2 separate regions of the Hordeum vulgare genome follow, and region 2 is linked to region 1. The links are chromatin contacts, called in public Hi-C maps. All regions are on one chromosome and are shown on one strand. The core of a region is the stretch at or near the end of the contact, and the rest is flanking DNA. Distances in the headings are between cores, read along the strand shown.

Region 1 (3,839 bases), core at 87-2,586:
TACTTTTACGTCAGAAAAATCAACAAGCAGCAAGCCAATAGCATCAACAAGCAATTTTATCCGACAAACAACATCCTTAGGAAACATTTTTATCCAACTACTACATCAGTACAGTACATGTACACTATCTATATGAACATATTAACGATACATCAAGTCATGAGCAATACTCAATGGCGATACTTCAAGGATACCCGTATCGGCATTTTTTTCTTTTATTCTTAAATTGAAAAAGGAGATACTTCGAGGATACCCGTATCGAAGACATATCTAGCGTATCAGAGTATCGGCGAAGTACTGAACGGCTATACACAATTTTTGAAGTATCGGTGTTTCGAAGGTCATCATGCATTAGCCCATACGTGCCGCAGTTTTATGGCTGCTATCTTGTCTTGATGGCTTCTGGTTCGCAAGTCAAAGTGGCAGACATGTTATGGCGTCATCATGTCGTTCATGTACCTTAATTTCTCCACGTATCCCACGTCACCTCCACACTTGCGAAAACCGTTTCCTTCTCACATGAGCATTTAAGAGATATATACGCCGTATTATTAAGAAGCATGAATGCATACGCGCGCACCAAACCTCTATTTTGTTGCCCGAACAAAAATGTCACTGAGACACACATATCGCATCCCACTTGCATTGTTGGAGTTTATTACGTATCTTTTTCAATGGAAAAGAAAACTGCTGCACTCAGCAAAGGTTGGAGCATCAAACTCCTGAAATAGCCAGCCGTAGGTAATGTTGCAGATAAATTGTACCATGCGTGGTCTAGCAAGTAGTTCATGTCACGTGGCAAAGCTGGTCTTGTAGCGTGCGCGGCCACGGACGCAGTGGAACGGAACGGAATGGGAGCGCACGCATCACGCATGAGCGGCCGGAGCGTCGTCTCTCGTCGATGTGTCGTGTCGGGCTTCTATCATGTGACTATCCGATCACGAGGCAGGCCCCCGCTTTGACCTCGTCTCTCCTTTTGTTCCGAGGTGATGCCCGGCACCGTCCACCGACCCATGTGACTCACCCGCGATTGATCTCCCTGTAATCTCCTGGCTCACTGTAAAGCTGCTCGGCTCAGGTCGGTACACACGGTTTGATTGTATGGTTTTGCTGTGAGCGTGGCCGGCGAGGCCCCGCGTCACCGTCCGACCGGTCGACAACAGCGTCCTCCCGTCGCGTGAGGTGAGAACGCGGGGCCGAAACCGGTGCGACGGGGACGGGACAAACAAGCGTACACGCCCGCACTTGGACTCGCCCACACCCGTCCCCCTCCACGGCCAGCCACACCGCGTGCCCCGCCCCCGCCCCGCCCCCAGCAACAAAAGGCGGCACCCGCACCCGCAGCAGAGCAGAGCACCTCCACCGTCACCTCGCGCGCGCCACCAGCACGCCAGGACGCATACGTACGTGCCCCGTTCTCCGCGCTCTCTCATCTCGCTCTCGCCGAAACCGCGCCGCGCTTTCTCATCTCGCTCTCTATCTCCGTCCACGCCGCCGCGATCGCCTCCCTCCCTCCCGGAATTCGGCACGTTCACACCGGCCCCTAGCTCTAGCTACCAGTACAAAGCACCAGCCAGCCTTGCACGGCCACCCTGCTCTCCCCTGCTCGCTCCTCCCCTGGCACGCACTGTCCGCGAGGAGGCCTGTTTCTTGGCTGCCGCGGCGGCTCACCGTCACCGGAGCACGCGCGAGGAGCCGAGAGATGAGCTGCCTGGGGTGGCTCAAGAGGAAGAAGGGGTCCAGGACCGGGAGGCGGGGCTCGTTGGCCTCGGCCCCGGCCACCACGATGACGACCATGACCACCACCACCACCACCACCACCACCGGGTCGGCGGTGAGCACGAGCCGGTCGGACGACTCCGGGGCGGGGCGGCAAACAACCAGCAAGTCCACGGGCTCCGCCTCCTCGCAGCCGAGCATCTCCTCGCTCTACGAGGAGCGCGGCCACGGCCAGCTGCGCGCCTTCGACTACGACGAGCTCCGGGCCGCCACCAACGACTTCGGCCGCGCGCAGAAGCTCGGCGAGGGCGGCTTCGGCGGCGTCTTCAAGGGCTTCGTCCGCCCGCTCGACCCCAGGGCCGACCGCATCGCCGTCGCCGTCAAGCGCCTCAACCAGCGCGGCCTACAGGTACGCTAGCTTCACGCTCTCCCACCCACCCATGCCGCCATCTCTCCCCCCCATCCACCAGCCGATTGATTTCCCACCCTGTTCTGCTCCCCGCGTGATTTCATATCCAATCGCACACCCAGTTTTGTCACAGCTTTAGGGGGGATCAGAATGTGACCGAATCTAAAGAAATTTGCTCCGGACAAAGAAACATCCCAATTATTTTGAGAAATTTGTTACGGATCAAGCTTTTTTCTTTCTTTCAAGAACCTGTTCAAAATTGTTCCTCTTGTAAGGGACGATCAGAAAATGTAGGCAGAGAGCTTCCAGTGAGCTCGGACACTTTTTCCACCCAAATTTTTTATCTATTTGCAAGGGTAGTGTGTGCTCTTGCCAAATTTGACCAAGTCTTCCATCCATCATGCGCACCGAGTCGCCGACTAGAAGTGCAAGGGATTGTTAACAGATTCATGGAAAATCTGTTGAAGCGTGGTTGATCCATAGAAAGCAAAGGCACATCAGCCTTTTTGAGCTGGTTGGGTAACGAGGAGACGTTTCTGGGTAGGAAAGTCTTGAAATTGGTCGCTTTGACTACTATACTCGGAGGTTAGAGCTTATATGCTACTATGCGTAGAAAAAAATTTAGTTTGTTAGGAAAAAAGGAGGGGAAATGCAGGACTTTCAAGGATCTGATACTGACTATTATAGTCTAGGTCTGTTTGGAATTGCGCCGTGGCGATCGGATTTAGTATACTAAATTTTATCAGAGAGTACTTTTTTTTTTTGCGGTTATATCAGAGAGTACTTCAATCATTTTCGGAAGCAGTTCAGCTCCTGGGGAGCACATTGCTATGATTGAGTATATGAATGATGAGAACATACGCATTGCTAGTATTGTATATCCATTAAAAAAGAAAGGTAAACAGATTGGGGGGCAGTTTGAGCAATGATATCATATATATTTTTCCCAGATATGTAGGAAGTATAATAATGCATAGTTGAATAAACATCACAAGTAAAGCAAACTGTGCCCCACTATGTATGGCACCCAGGAGAAGTATGGAGTCCAGAAAAGGATGTATACCGACCTTACATGTACATTCAGCATTGCGGTATCCAATTTGCCCAATCAAACGAGACAAACGGCCATAATGAAGTGTTCTTGAGGGCATGCCATCACGCTAATGCTGCCGTTCTTGGTTGACTACTATTCACTATGAGACCGAATCTCGGTTCATGTACCTACAGAAAAGAAAAGTCGGATAGAAACCTAGATTTTTCAATTCTTCGTATTGCTTGCTTACGAATAATCTGCCAGCAACATAAGACTTTGTCCCGCAATATATTCTTAAGTTTGTGTGTGTAATCGAATTGGGAATTATATATTCCACTGACTGAGCAACTGTTTCTTCTTTGACCACCGAAAAGGAGCTTGTTACAAGGCATAATTCGAATTGCTTAGCGTTTGATATTTACTTCACGATCTAAGACTACTATTTGATGTTAGCGCCATGACATTTTCTTCATTTCTCGTCGAATGAGTAATTGATTTTCCGTGTCTTTATTTACATCAATCTTTTTCCGTTCCTAATAAACTCCAGATATTTTTGGTTCTGACAGGGACATAAGCAGTGGTTGGCAGAAGTGCAGTTCCTTGGGGTTCTTGAGCACCCAAATCTTGTAAAGCTTCTCGGATATTGCGCCGTTGATGGTGAAAGAGGGGCCCAAAGAC
Region 2 (3,725 bases), core at 403-2,902, 35 kb before region 1:
ATCAGTCTGCGTGCCTCCGTCGTGGGATGCGAGCTCAGCCCGACGAGGACGAATGCCTTCTCGCATGGGTGTGTCGTCGGTCTCTCATGATGGCGGAGACGTACGCTCGGCGCCTCTGGTAGAAGAATGCCAAGGTGCTCCGGCTTTCTATTGAGGAGTCCGAGCGCGAGGCAACGAAGGTAGCGGAGGAGAAGGCCCGGCTCGCGAAGTTGAGGCGGGAGCAGGACAGAGCGGTCCATCAGATGAAGGGCCTCATCGTCCTCTCCGACTTCCAATCCAACTCCATGACAGTTGCACCTCTGACGACGACGAGCAAGACCACATGATCTTTTGGGTGATGTTTGATGTTTGTTTGCAGTCGATCTTGTGTTCGTTTGCTTTCGATTTTGCTGTCTGATATTTAATTTATATTTGATCACGTAGGATAGCTCAACATTACATGTGTAGTGTGAATATAGGGTGTTCCATATGAGATACATGGATGTGAAAAAGAAAATATGAGGCGCGCCCGATCGGTAAAATCCTATTTGATGTTGCAGGCGCCGGTTTCTTCTGTTTCTCCAAACCGGCGCTTACAGAGCTCGGCCCATTTAGCGTTTCCTTTATTTGATTTAAAGCGCAAAAAATGGTGTGTGCTAAAAGATTTGAACTTCAGACCTCTAAATAGATTCTCAGCACACCGCGCTAACCACTAAGACCTTCGCTAACTTATCGATAGATACTTGTTCCTTCTTTTTGTTCTTTCCCTTCGCAGGTTTTTTTTCTGTTCCTTTTCTTTTTCTATTTATTTCATTTTTTGAAATGTGCAAATGTAAATCGATGGACTTTTTCTTTAAAATCAATGAACCTTTTTTCAAAAGTCAATAAACTTTTTCCCAAATTCATGATTTTATTTCAAAATTATGAAAATTTTCTAACATCTGATGAAGTTTTTTCAAAAATCCATGAACTTATTTTTGAAATTCGATGAACTTCTCTCTAATTTAATGAAATTTTCAAAATTTGTTGGTTTTTTTTAAAAAATCAATGAAACTTTTTAAAAAATCGATGAACTTTTTTTCAAAGTTGGTGAACTTTGTTTTAAATTCATTGATGAATTATTTTCAAATTCGATGGACTTCTTTTTCCAGTTCGATGAACATTATTCAAAATCGGTGCAGTTTTTTTTTGAGTTTGATGAAATTTTTTATTCAAATTGGATGATTTTCTTTTGGAATTCAATGAACTCTTTCGCAAATTCAGTGAACTTTATTAAAAAAAATGTGGACGTTTGTTCAAGTTCCATGCACATTTTTGAATTCGTGTTTTTTTTTTACTTTTTTGGGTGATTTTTTTTGTTTCTCTATATGAATTAACGGTCGGCTGGTTTTTTCGGAAGGGCAGCCAGTAATTCAATCGATGTACCGATCGATGGAAATGAAACAGCGAGCACTCGCCTAAATGAGCCGGCCCACGGGCGATGATGCGTGGACACTAGTTTATGTAATTCGGACGCCTGCAGCGTCAATTACAACCTCCTTGTTTGGTGAGTATCCGCGCATGCATCCGAACGCACGTATAGGTTTTTGAAGGGTCAAAATAGTGCATCCGGACTGTAGATGCTCGGCCGCTACAACTGCACCAAATAATTGCGTTCTCCCCCAGCGTACGCACGCCACGTCCCTCTCCCATGATCGTGTGGATCTGGGATATAATTCCATGCCGATCGCTACGTCTCTCCCAACGCGTAATTCAGAAATTCGGTTGCGTTCGTATTTTAAGACGAGGTCCGTCTCCCTCCCAGCTTACGCACACGTATAGTACTTCTTTTTCGAGGGGATACGTACAGGGGTGCTGTACTTGTTAATGTCAGAGCAATTCCAACAGAACGATCCAAACAGACAATGTTTTTGTTCGTTTTTTATTTGTTTAGATCGTTCGTCCGTCTTTTCGTGTCTATCTTTTTAAATAAATGAGTCAGCAAGAAGTAAGTGGACAGCAGCACTGCTATATTTAAATAATAAAAGAGATGTGGGTGCGGATGGACCAGCGAATCAAATAAGCAGATAGAGGTGGGTGTGTGGCTGTGTGACAAGTAGATCGGACCGGCCACATACGGACACCGATAGGACGCGCGCTTCCTCTTCATGTCCGCATCGACGTATTTTGATCTTAAATTTGAGTCAAAAATGGATCGATGCAGACGCATCTCGGTAATGGATCCGTGCGTTGGAACATCATTTCTATGTGTACGAACTCAAACAAACGAGAACGAACGAAATGGATGGCTTTGTTGGAGTTGCTAACCTATTCTGTTCCAGCTGACTTGGCTGCCGACGACCTCGATATGATTTCATTTTCTTGTGGCTGGATCAATTCCGGTTTGCAAGCAGCCGAGGACGTACTGTACGGGTGATCTCGTTGCTCTGTGCCGAGTGCCGACCGGGTCGTCGCCCATGCATATGCATGCATGGTTGGTTGCCAGCTCGCTCGCTCGACAAGGAATCTCTTCCACCCCAAGAATTGCCATAGCATCTCTCTCTCCACCGATCACGAGGCTCAATCGCCAGTCCGGTCGTGCCCCGGTCAAGACGGGAACCGGGCCGGGCTGTGCCGTGGGTACGTAGGTTTGGCACTTGGCAGGCAGCCGGGGCCCCGCGTGCGCGCACGGTTCCAATCCAGCCCTTGCGGTTTGACCGTACTGTTCACCTCACGGGCGTTGCCATGAGCTGGCCTCGTCGTCGTCGTCGTCTCCCAGACCCACGAGGTTTACACGTAGTAGCAGCGTAACTGAGGTTTATATCTGTTCGTCGTCGTCGTCGTCTCCCAGACCCACGAGGTTTACATGTAGTAGCAGCGTAACTGAGGTTTATATCTGTTCGTCGTCGTCGTCGTCGTCTCCCAGACCCACGAGGTTTACACGTAGTAGCAGCGTAACTGAGGTTTATATCTGTTAATGAAGAGTAATGATAGATGTCTATTGATAGCGATCATGTACAAATATATACCCGTGAAAGGGGCACGTCGCACAGACGCGGCTGTTACAGGAGAAGGGAATAGAGGAACGCGTCCGTTAGATTAGGGACATAACTATTCAGGAGGAAAATCGTTGTCGCTTCCATAAACAAAGATTTCCTTAATTAAACTATTAATTAAATTCTAACACTCCCCCTAATCTCTGTTTCAGTTATTCTTGTAAACACCATCATCATCAATATCTTGATCAGCCTCCTCCCAATACCCTGTAGGAAAAATATGAGGAGATATGTACAATATGCCATCAAAAACTCCTTCCAAAAACCCAGTGGGAAAATAAGGAGAAACTAACATATCACAATGCCTGCATTACTATTGCCTCATTAAAAACCTTTCATAAGAAACCATTCAGGAAAAACTTATAAAGGAAAAGAGTGCAATATCAAAGATCCGAGGATCACAAACAGATTATCATTCAGGGATATACTCCCCCTGAACTTTGCAAGTCTCGAAGTTGTTTCATACCAATTCCATTGATGTACTTCTCAAATAAAGAACTTGGTAATGACTTTGTAAACAAATCAGCAATATATCACATGACCGCGTTTGCAAAATATTTATCTCCCCAGTTTTCTGTAACTCATGGGGATAAAATAACTTAGGAGAAATATGCTTTGTAATATTACTCTTTATATAACCTGTTTGCATTTGTGTAATGCATGCAGCATTATCTTCATAGATAATGGTGGGTGATTCTAATGATCCAATCC

What was found. Hi-C and Micro-C count contacts between places; a contact is called where the count stands out from the background.
Region 2: a contact with region 1 is called in a Hi-C map of leaf, with 2.6 times the contacts expected there. The contact joins the enhancer-like site here to the promoter of LOC123400104 in region 1. A contact is called at or near these places in 2 of 6 Hi-C or Micro-C datasets (both in leaf).

The regions. Positions count from the first base shown.
Region 1 is chr5H:501,714,997-501,718,835 of MorexV3_pseudomolecules_assembly, reverse strand. LOC123400104 (probable serine/threonine-protein kinase PBL19) reads left to right here and starts at 1,336. Exons shown (of 4, transcript XM_045094514.1): 1 at 1,336-2,128; 2 at 3,728-3,839. The coding sequence starts at 1,703.
Region 2 is chr5H:501,750,723-501,754,447 of MorexV3_pseudomolecules_assembly, reverse strand. No RefSeq gene overlaps it. Among protein-coding and RNA genes, the nearest start is that of LOC123400104, 35 kb to the right of the region's middle. Within about 2 kb of position 1,652, at least 3 of the 3 cell types and tissues checked have open chromatin away from gene starts, as enhancers often do. A contact at or near this core is called in leaf, where this site is marked.